Regions from separate parts of the Drosophila melanogaster genome. Here region 1 is linked to region 2. The links are chromatin contacts, called in public Hi-C maps. All regions are on one chromosome and are shown on one strand. The core of a region is the stretch at or near the end of the contact, and the rest is flanking DNA. Distances in the headings are between cores, read along the strand shown. Region 1 holds the start of syd (sunday driver). Region 2 holds the start of Vta1 (Vesicle trafficking 1).

The links. A called contact is a pair of places that touch in the nucleus more often than the background predicts.
Region 1: a Hi-C map of the Kc167 cell line shows a contact between it and region 2, with 2.7 times the contacts expected there. The contact joins the promoter of syd here to the promoter of Vta1 in region 2. A contact is called at or near these places in 2 of 107 Hi-C or Micro-C datasets (the Kc167 cell line and embryo).

The regions. Positions count from the first base shown.
Region 1 is chr3L:7,932,237-7,937,578 of dm6, reverse strand. It overlaps syd (sunday driver), which reads left to right and starts at 1,459. Exons shown (of 14, transcript NM_001300046.1): 1 at 1,459-2,201; 2 at 4,345-4,581; 3 at 4,647-4,802; 4 at 4,873-5,278. The coding sequence starts at 2,100. It overlaps Srp9 (Signal recognition particle 9), which reads right to left and starts at 1,206. Exons shown (of 2, transcript NM_139906.3): 1 at 964-1,206; 2 at 321-898. The coding sequence starts at 1,104. The coding sequence ends at 806.
Region 2 is chr3L:1,651,000-1,656,750 of dm6, reverse strand. Vta1 (Vesicle trafficking 1) reads left to right here and starts at 3,851. Exons shown (of 4, transcript NM_139383.2): 1 at 3,851-4,061; 2 at 4,123-4,184; 3 at 4,269-4,419; 4 at 4,487-5,319. The coding sequence starts at 3,952. The coding sequence ends at 5,114. It overlaps CG7970, which reads right to left and starts at 4,001. Exons shown (of 4, transcript NM_001316449.1): 1 at 3,708-4,001; 2 at 3,497-3,609; 3 at 3,176-3,434; 4 at 2,513-3,116. The coding sequence starts at 3,875. The coding sequence ends at 2,889. It overlaps CG13920, which reads right to left. Exons shown (of 3, transcript NM_001299973.1): 3 at 5,250-5,751. The coding sequence ends at 5,618. Srrm234 (Serine-arginine repetitive matrix 2/3/4) reads left to right here. Exons shown (of 11, transcript NM_167909.4): 8 at 1-72; 9 at 1,042-1,226; 10 at 1,291-1,497; 11 at 2,025-2,504. The coding sequence ends at 2,190.

The sequences.
Region 1 (5,342 bases), core at 210-2,709, 6.3 Mb before region 2:
ATCGCTTTAATGGTTAGGCAATTAAGAGTTCTTCGGAAAACGTCTCCGAATGCCAACTACTCCCTCTTCTTGTGCTGGAAATATTAATAAATTCTTTTGATATGCTCCGAAAGAAATTACATCCATTTCAGGTAACATGAGTAATACTTAGAACGAATAAAATATTCTTTTATGTGAAAAATATGGCAGGTTTGGTTGCATTACCTATTGGAAACTTAATTTTGGAATAGATTGATTGATCTAGATATATATAAAATGGGGTTTTTAAACCAAATTAATGATAAAAACACCAAAAGATTGATTAGTCTCGTTGCATTTTTCAGTTCTCCCTTGATTTATTTCATGCTAATCGTTTCATGGAAATGTGTTGAAAGACCGATTGACTCTTACGATAAATACAAAACCGTATGGTTAACATTATGAAAAACATTTTGCACCGCCGCCGCTGCCTGCAGATGGGGATTTGGACCACCAGAAGAGAAGTAATGATGATGATGATTCCATCCGCAGTTCATTCGCAACGTGTACAGAGCAGACATTTATAAAATGTCGTTTAAAAGCAGGCTAAATGCAGCAGCTACTCTGATCGCCACATTCGAATGTCAAAAACTCGGCGGCTTTTTTGGTGCTTAAAAACTAAATTCAATGCGGGTGTTGATGGCACACACACAAGCACACACCTGCTCCGGCGAAGCAACAACAACATTCGTGGCCGATTCATATGCTCATGCATGTGCTATGATCTTTGTTGTTGTTCCTGGGCAGAAGTGTCGCCGTGGCCAAAAAGTTTCTGTTTTTCTGCGTTCTATTCCTTGGACGCCATGTGTCCCACCAAGTTGCTGGTGATCTTCTCGATTTTTCTGAGATCCGGCATGTTCTCCGCTTTGTACTGCACACACTGTGGTTTAATGAAGTAAAAATTTAAAAATGTGTTTTGCACTGATAATGGAATTGGGTGCAAACCTTAACGTTGTCCGTCATTTTTAGCAGAATGTGGCCCTTGGAGTGCGCGTATTTCATGGTAAGTCGACAGTTCTGTGGATTGGCCAAGTACATGTTCTCGACGGCAATCTCGAAATCATCCCAGTTCTTTACAAAAACCATTTTTTATTTAAACAAATGGAAATCCAGGCGAAATTATTAAAAACAACAACAGCAACTGGACGGCGTGACGTTGAAGCTATCGAAAAAATACCAAACCAACAAGCCAAAACTATTCGATAACGAATAGCTCAACAGCTGAACACCCCATTGTGAATGTCTTAGTATTTTTCAAATATTTGCTGACGGTTTTTCAAACAAGGGCCTTTCTAAATTTAAACTTTACATAAATCGAAAATATTAGAAATAAATATAATTAATTTTAGTAAGTTACGGTGTAATAATTTGCTAAACATTACTTAAGTGCGACCGTAAAACACCTAGTTAAAAATACCACTTCGCCAATGCAAGGTGATCGGTATTTTCAGGGTAACACGTTCACACCCACCCACACATCGTAGCTGCGCTGCAAAGTGTTTCAATATTTATTGCAAAAATGGTGTGAAAAACCACTGATTCGCTTAAATTTAGTGCTCAATCGTAAGCAACGGATGGCCGCGAAGGCGTCGGCAGTGAAATTCGCGAGTAACATTGCTGAAAATACATCGAAAAGCAAACGCGAAAAACGATGAAATCTAGTCAATCAAATATTGTGAATGGATGTGAAAGAGAAGAAAGAGGGGCGCAAAACGAAAACGCAAATAATAAGTGACACGCAGAAGCCAGCTAAAGTGCAGTTTATTTAAATATACTAGAGATCTGTTCAAAATATAAATATAATCTCACAAATCATCAAAAAGTCAAGTGTCTGTGTGTGGTGTGTGCGTGTGTGTGGGAGTCTCTCTCTCTTTTTCTCCCTCTTTTCTTCCCCATCTACCGTGTTGTTATTCTGGTGGGGTTGAAAAGCCATTGCCTGCATAACGGTTAACGCGTGACGTACGACCCATCAACAGCAGTCAAGTGCAGCACCCTACCGCCCCTCGCCCTTCCTAAAGAGTAGAGAGCACACCTCCTTTATAAATAAAGAGATCCTCCGATCCACCCAAACACCATTCATCATGATGGACAACGATGATGCACTGCTCAACAATGGAGGACCACAGTCCGGAGCTGAAACTGTCTACGGTACCGAGGACAACAACATGGTCATGTCGGAGAAGGTAATAGTCCATCCACAAAAGCCCTCTTTCATCTTGTCCCACTGAGAAGTAACCAGATCACTCGGAATGGGAATAGTCTTAAGTTTCAATAGCAGTCCATTGATAGTTTATAGCCAGGAAAATTCACTGTGATACCATTGACTAATTTATACTATTCACTGAATCATACGGGCGTTTCTGATTCTCCCTTAAATTTGATAACGCACAATAAGTAGGTTTAATCTGTTCTGGTTCTCTGCTCCTTACCATCCACATTCAGACCCACTCGTATCGTACAAGTAACACAAACACGAGATAATGAGGCTATAAAAGTGTTCCAAGCGGAAATACAATCGCAGAAATATGCTTTCTTTGCACATCATTCTTGCTCTCTTCGTATCTCTTTCTTGTTTATATACCCTTAATTATGTAAAAACGCAGCCAACAATTGTTTATTATGCATCAGCTGACGTCTGTGGTCATTGACATTAAAGCTGGCGAAAAATAGTAGCCAAAAATGGGTAGAAAAAGAGAGTTAGAGAGCAAAAGAAGGGTAAGAAGCCGGGGACCAGAAATCAATAAAGTCAGTCAGTTGGCCCTCAAATTTTATGACCACCTCACGCAATATTCTGCAGAGAAAGAAATACCATGTCATAAATTTTGTTAAACATCTCTTATCTGATAAGCTATAGAAATTCTAGAACATCAAACACAATAATTATAGTTTTGGCGTTTATAATTATTTATAACCATAAAGTATAGGTATTTTTAGGTTCAACAACTTTTTCAAAATCAGTTCAATAAAATGGTATGACACCATAAAAGCTTATCGATTTTTATAGCCTTAAAACTCCATATATGTATATAGTATATTGGATTCCTCAACTGCCCCATCTACAGTCTGGTCTATTTTTAATTTTCACCCCAATTCCCCGATTGATTTTGCACTTTATCAGCTTCGCTAGCTTTAATCGGTCTATGCAAATCAAATCAGGGGGCCTTCCCTCTCAATTTCGTACTCATATAAGTGTTATTTCGCTATCCTCACCACGAAATGAGCTCATCAGGTTCCCCAATTCATAGTTCTTGGCGCACATGGGCGGCTGATAAGCTACCTGTTAATTGAGTAATGAGTTCAAACAGGCACTTTGAAGCGGGAAGCATTGCTGACACGCCGATAAAAACTTGTTTTTTAGCCCAACGAGCGCAGAAACCATTTGTGAAACAAGTCTGACCAAAAATGTTTGAATACTTTAGCTAGTTGGCCTTATAGGTTGGCCCAACCTTGGGCGGTTGACGGGTTTTTATTAGAGAATTACCGTCTCTTGCAATGTAAATGCCAAGAAATGCCGTGTAAAACTTAAAAACTAAATTAAACTCCAATTAAAATCATTTAAATACGTGAAAACGCATGGTATATCTTTTTATTTTATTATCTTATTTAACACATTTATCGTAAATAATTTTGCACCAACCTCACTCATTCATCATGTACTTATTCATAAGACGGGTTTTATTTGCACATTTTTCATTTAATCAATTTGTTGAAAATTTTGTTTTTTATGTGTCCTTTACACCATGTTTTTGTTCTTTTCTTTCTCTTTCAGAATGAACAGGTTGTCAGCATCGTGAGTTATCAAAATTTTTCGTTTGTGGTCTATTTATTTTCTCTCCTATAATCTTTTTTTTTCTTGCACACATCTTAATACGTAAATGCACGATATATAATTGTTTAAACCATTTAGTTGAGTACCATTTTGCACGCTTCGCATTTGTTTTTAACCAACAATTAAAAGCTGAGAAGGTGTCAACCTTAACCTTTCTCGGTTCTTTAATTTACCGGAAATAATTGAGTTTCTTTACTTTGTTTTATAACAAAATGCATGCGTCTTTCATTCACATAAACTGCGGCCACATATCGCAATTATGTTAAACGACTTAATGTTTCTTACTATCTCTACTTGATACTATGTTTGTGTGAATATGTTGGTTCTTGAGTAAATAAAACCCTCTTTGAAAGTGAAATACCCTAGAAAAATTAAACCTATATTTATGTAAAGGTTTCTACAGTTTCTGTCCCACCTCTACTAATCAATTGCACTTTGTTGTCCCTTTGATGCCCCAAAAACGAAGCACAAATCAACTGATGCAATTCCTCTTTCAGGTCCAACAACTGGCGGGCAGTATTTATCAGGAATTTGAGCGGATGATCAATCGCTATGACGAGGATGTGGTGAAGAACCTGATGCCGCTGCTCGTGAACGTGCTGGAGTGCCTAGATGCCTCCTATCGCATCAATCAGGAGCAGGACGTGGAGGTGGAGCTGCTGCGTGAGGACAACGAGCAGCTGGTGACACAATATGAGCGGGAAAAGAGCGCCCGCAAGCAGTCCGAACAGAAGGTGAGCAAATTGGTTGGAGCCTAATCAAGTCATTGGATTAAATTCAATAAATTATATGCCACCAGCTATTGGAAGCCGAGGATCTGGCCGAGCAGGAGAACAAGGAGCTGGCCACGCGCCTGGAATCGGTGGAGAGCATTGTGCGAATGCTGGAACTGAAGCACAAGAACAGTCTGGAGCACGCCAGTCGTTTGGAAGAGCGGGAGGCGGATCTCAAGAAGGTAAACCCCAATAATTCAAAAGCCATAGTACAGACAGTAAATGTTTTGCTTGTTTATCTAACCAACTCAGGAGTATAACAAACTGCACGAGCGGTACACAGAGCTGTTCAAGAACCATGTGGACTACATGGAGCGCACCAAGATGCTAATGGGCTCAACGCACTCACAAATGAGCACAGCCTCCGAACGCATGGATGTGAGCCGAGCGAGACTGAATCCTGTGGCCCGCAGCTCGGGACCCGTTTCCTATGGCTTCGCCTCGCTGGAGAATTCGGTGATGCTGGACACGGAGACCATTTGCAGTGTGGGCAGCCAGTCGGATGACTCTGGTCCGCCCTCGCTGCAGAACGAGCTGGACAATCTCAGTGGAACGTTAGAGCGTGGAGCTGCCACCGATGCATTGCAGCAGCAGCACCATGCCACCTCGCCCCAGAGTCCCGACAGCAGTCCCGTTGTGCCAAATGTGCCCACAAATGGTAGGTGCAGTTGGCGTTTTAAGAATAACTACCATCTGCTTACTACTCATCCGCTGACCGTACT
Region 2 (5,751 bases), core at 2,602-5,101:
TCTGGTATAGCGGCCAAGGCCAAGCAGAAGATCAAGATCATGGAGAAAGACCCGGCCAAAGAGGGTAGCGAAGTAAGTGGCAGTGACCAGGTGACGGCTACCAAACGTAACTCGCTAAGCGAATTCCTTGTTGCTAACAACGTGACCGCTTTAATTAACACACTGACTACAACCACGGTAACACTAACGACGACGCCCCCGCCGCCTTTGGCGGTGGTTGTGCCGCTGGAGCAGCGCCAGGAGCAGCCTCAGCAGCGGGATCCGGATCGAGAGCTGTCTGTGCCTGTGGAGGATACGGTCAAAAAAAGGGACACTAGCACACCGCCCATTTGCAAGACGCCCCAAGTGACGGCGAATGGCGACGCAAAGAGTCCGACATTGGTTCACAAGAACCACGTGCACCACAACAGGCCGCCTCCACAGCATATGCATCACCACTCGCAGCAGCAGCAACATCACCAGCATCCGCCGGGGAAGCGTATCTTCCACAACCGCACGCTGAACAATAACCCTAACAGTAGACATAGTACTAACAACCCTCATGCATGTGGTGGTGGCGGGGTACCTCATTCGAATTCCAACAGTAGCAATAGCGGCGGGAACAACAACAACGCGGCCATGCTCCCGTTTCTGGCGGGTACTCCGGGCACATACAATCGCACCACAAACCGCCTCAACCACGGTCCCCTTCTAACCGCCACACACTACAACATCTGCAAAAACCACCAGCACAGCCTGCAGCAGCAGCAGGCGCACCACCTGGCTCGTGGCTTGGTCTACAACTCGGCTCTCTTCGGCCATGGACAGCGCCATCCGGGACTGCTGTCCCTGACGGGAGCTGGTGTGGGCATGAGTGGGCCAGGTGCTCCGCTGTTGGGCCATCCGTCGCATGTCCGGGGTGGTGGCGGGCCCATTAGCTTCAATGCGGCGGCAGCGGCTGCGGCTGTGGCCGCCAATAGTATTAGCTACCTTCATCATCACCATCAACACCAACAAAAACCGAAAATCGTTATAAAACCCTTCAAAATTCACGATCCACAGCCTCTAGTCGCGGCGCTCGCGGACAGCTCACTGGTGGATGCTATCGTCTCCAAGGTATCCACGGCCACCGTGGCGGCGGCGGAGAGTGCGGCCCGTAGGAGCCGCAGTCGCGAGCGTCGTAGTCGCAGCAAGAGGCGCACCAGCACCAGCCATCATCGACATGACTCCAGCAGCGAGTCGAGATCGTAAGTACTTGGCTGAGCAAGTTTCTAAATGTAGACTAATGCTAAATCTTATCCCTCTTCGTAGGCGGTACAGCTCGTCCAGCAGTCGCAGCGGATCGCACAGCTCAAGGTCTGGGTCGCACTCCTCCCGCACCAGCTGCTCCACGAACAGCAGCTCGGGCAGCTCCTCCTCCGGCAGCGGCTCCGGATCATCACAGTCCGGCTCTCGATCGCCCTCCATCCCAAGGCGTCGCGGCTCGCCAAGCTTTCTGGACAGACGTCGCATAACGAGGTAACTTGGCAGGATTCCTGCCCCGCCTTGGTTGACCTCATTATTTCTTTGAATAATCGTTTTCTTTTACATTTTATTTGTTCTTTACATTTTATTTCGTAGCCGTCGATCGCCGCGCAGCACAAGACGCTAGTGACTGCTTATATCCATTACACGATTGAGTTACAATAATTTTACACCTTATTTATACAGCACGAACTCTTGATTTCTTCTAAATGGTTTTATTTTTTCAGCTGACTCAGGAACTACTTATAATTTGATTATCTTAACTACTCGCCAATCTTCTTTTATATATTTGTAGCTATCAAATTGTGTGTCATCCTGATTTTTCGTAATTTAGCCAAGCCGCAAATAAACTTTGTCACTTTACCGATTATATGGTTTTATAGGATTTCTTTTGTTTGATTTTTAGCCACTGCTTTTCTATTCCTTACGATTTTCAGTTTGGTGAGTTACTTTCATATTTGCCCTTTGGTTTTTAAGCTTGCTACACGAATCCCATACTAATCTATTCATTATGCTTTCAGCGCTCGCAAGCGACCGATTCCCTATCACCACAAGGCGAACGCCGAGGGCGAGGTGGAGGATGCCTCTAGTTGCTGCTCCAGTTGCTTTAGCCGCGCCAGCAGTCCTGCCACGCCCCTTCTCACGCCCCTGCGCAACAGCCGGAGTCCGTCGATGGCCGCCTTCTGAGTGTTAACCGCGTCGCTGCGCAGGATGTGCGGCGAGTCTTGAGGCACAGGTGCCCCCCACAATCATCACCATCATCGTAGTCACCTCCTCTAGTCAGAATCCTAGTTTTAAGATAGTTGTTATGCGCATTTAACTTGTTTTACACTGCATTCCGTAGCCCTAAGTTAGTCATCTGCCCATGAATTTACTAGCGAAATTATATTGTAGCGCCGATAAAAAGCCAATAATTCTCGTTTGTAAGCCTTTGCTCGATTATTTGCTAGTTCTAAGCTGCGTTTTAATAAAAAAAAAACAGACATTATTTGTTGCATCTCAAAAGGTTGCCTTGGAATTTCTCAAATTGGGATCCATTGTGCGCAATGGAAATGGGATGTTAGATCGACGATTGTCGCTACTTGTTAAGCATTTCTGTTGGCCAAATTTGGCCATGGATATCTAGATATCTTATACATTGTATATTAGTTTATTTTGGTAAGAAAAGTTTACAAAATTTAGGGTTTAAGGTATAACAACAGTCGGTTGATAAGGCGCCCCTCCAGTTAGTTTTAGCTTATCTAAAGTGTTCAAATACACACGGACTTTTTGCAATCCGCCGGAACGCGGGAAGATAAAGAACTTGAAGCAGTTCAGCCGTAATCTAAGCAGTAATTGGAATATTAGGCCAAGACGACTACCACAGGGTTTAAGGGTCGTATAGCCTATTTGGCTGCCTCTTTGGCGGCCAGCTTGTCCTGGAAGCGGCGACGCTTCTGGGCGATGTACACCACCCAGATGAAGGAGATGATGGCCATGCTGATGGACCGGAACATCGGGGGCACGTAGGCGAAGTTGAGGTACACGAACACGGACAGGTACTGCCAGTTGGCCTTCAGCAGAGGCCAGTAGAGCTTCTCAACATTCTTCAATGCAGTGCTGGGAGACTTGCCCTGTAAGGGATTACAAATTATAGTTCTAGGAACTGAGATTGCGGATTATGGATTCTCACCTCGAACAGGGCCAAGAAGAACAGGGACAGTGCCTGGTAAATCGGAGCATAGACCAGTCGCTCGGACAGGAACAGGAAGAATCTTCGGAAGCGCACATCCTGGCTGAAGAGTCGCTCCACCGTCGTGTAGAAGTAGTGCGGCACACTACCGCCGAAGATCAGTCCAAAGAGTCCGTAGGCGAATACGCTCTGCTGGTTGAGGGTCTTGGCGCCCGCCAAACGCTGGGAGGTGACATTAGCCGAGGTGGCCAGAACGCATCTGCAGTAAGGAGCAGCCGGTGGGTGAGGCGAACCGGATGATAAGGCGAATAGTGTACTTACGCCGTAATGGATTTGGTGCGGACCGGGTGGTTGAAGAGCTGCTCCAGATAAGTGCCGAAGAGCGAGTACAGGGGCTTGGAGAGAACCATGTTGCCGGTGGTGCAGAGATGTGCCTGGAATGTGACTGGTGTGAAGGATGCAGGTCAAAGTGCAAAGTGCAACTGGTCGCACTGATAACAGCGAAAACCAGTTCCCAGAGTCCAGTGCTTACCTGAGAAACTCCAAACGTTTTGGTCGCAGATTCGCAACTGAGCGCCGAACCAACAACTTTAGCCGAAGGTACAAACTTTAGTATTTCGCTAGTTCCAGAGTTTGGAACTGGGGTGGTTCCATGGCATTCGAGAAACTGCGATATCTGGTCACTCTGCGTGCTCGTCATTTCCATTGTTGTCGGCATAATTTTCCAGATCCGTAATTAAGCATAGAACTAAAGATTAAGCCCTCTTTCCACCACGATGGAGTTTCCGCCTTGTCCTCCCTCGCTGAAGTCCATCCAACACTTTCTGAAGCTGGCCCAGGAACATGATACCCGGGATGTGGTCATCGCCTACTGGGCGAGACTCTAGTGAGTATCTACAGATTAGTTTTTCTTGTTTTGCCCGTATTTACTCATCTTCCGAATCCAGTGCTCTCCAGGTGGGCCTCAAAGCCTCCACCCAAACGGGTGAAGAAACCAAACTGCTGCTGGGTGAGTGAAAAATCCGATACGCATATTACCAGCCTATGACTCATCCGTGGTTTGTTTTGTTTTGGTTTTCCCTACGACCGCCAGGCATCATGGACTGGCTGGAGCAGATGAAGAAACAGTATGCTGAGAACGAGGCCATCACCAACGAGGTGGCTGCCCAGGCACACATCGAGAACTACGCCTTGAAACTATTCCTGTACGCCGACAAACAGGATCGCGAGGAGAACTTCGGAAAGTGCGTTCCCTTCGTAGAAATACCCTGAATCGATTTTCCTGATTCATAAGATTGTGCTTCTTCGCAGAAACGTCGTTAAGGCCTTCTACTCCAGTGGTGTGCTCTACGACATTCTCCAGACCTTCGGTGAACTGAGCGAAGAGGCGCTGCACAACAGGAAGTACGCCAAGTGGAAGGCCGCCTACATCCACAATTGCCTGAAGAACGGTGAGACACCGATTCCCGGCCCCTTGCCAGACGACGACGATGAGGCGGAGCTCGAGGGGGAGAATGCCAACGCCTCGGCAGACACATCGCCGGAGGACGCCGCGGGAGCAGCTGCTCCAGCGCCCTACCAGCCGGAGCCTGACTCACAGCCACCAGCTCCATCATCACCGACAACTTCCGGAGTGGTCCCTCCCACCGCCGAGGAGGTGCTGAACAACCCGAACAAATTGCCCAGTCCACCGGTGGACGAGGAGAAGCCGGGCGGCTTTGTGCCCTACGTGCCCACAGCTCAGCCTAATCCGGCCACGGCGGCCACCATTTACCAGCCCATTGTGCCCGTGGCCGGGGTGCAAATCACTCCCGACCAAATGATTACCGCCCAGAAGTATTGCAAGTACGCCGGCAGTGCCCTCAACTACGACGACGTCAAGACAGCCATCGAGAACCTGCAGAAGGCCCTGAAGCTGCTGAGCACCGGGTCCGAGTAGGGCGTACACATCCACATTCACACGTATTTAGGAATCGCTTCCTTGGCACAGTTATAGCTTAGAGCACCAGTATAATGCCGCATAATCTCCTGCTAATCGCTCGTTTGAGGACGAAAGTAAAACGAAATTCAGATTGACTGACGTTGGATTATTAATTTTAAATATGTATGAGTTGTTCAAATTTATTAAAATTGTTTCTAAAGTCGTAATTTAAATGGTTCCGACTAAGTGCCCGTTACGAAGAGGATTTGATTACATTCTGGTTTGATCTGGTCGCGTCTACAGTTTAGTTAATATCTCTCGCCATTGCATACAATATAGTAGTTCTGTATACGATAATAATTTGGCACCAAAGTGAAAACATGAATTTCGATTTGCTAGAATGATGTGAATGAATTTGAGACCCGCAGACAGGGCGCGCCATCTCGAGCCCAACTTAAGGTGCTAAAACAAAGCTGGATCAGTGAATGACTATGAGTACGTGATGCACCGGTAGCAGGCACCTAGTCCTGCTTTACGCCGTTCGCAGCAGGCTGCGCTGCCGTCGTGGCCTCGTCCTGGAGGCGGGCGGTCTGGTACCAGACCACCAGGCGTCCGCCCAGCATGAAGGTGAAGACCAGCGCCGGACCGGAGCGCT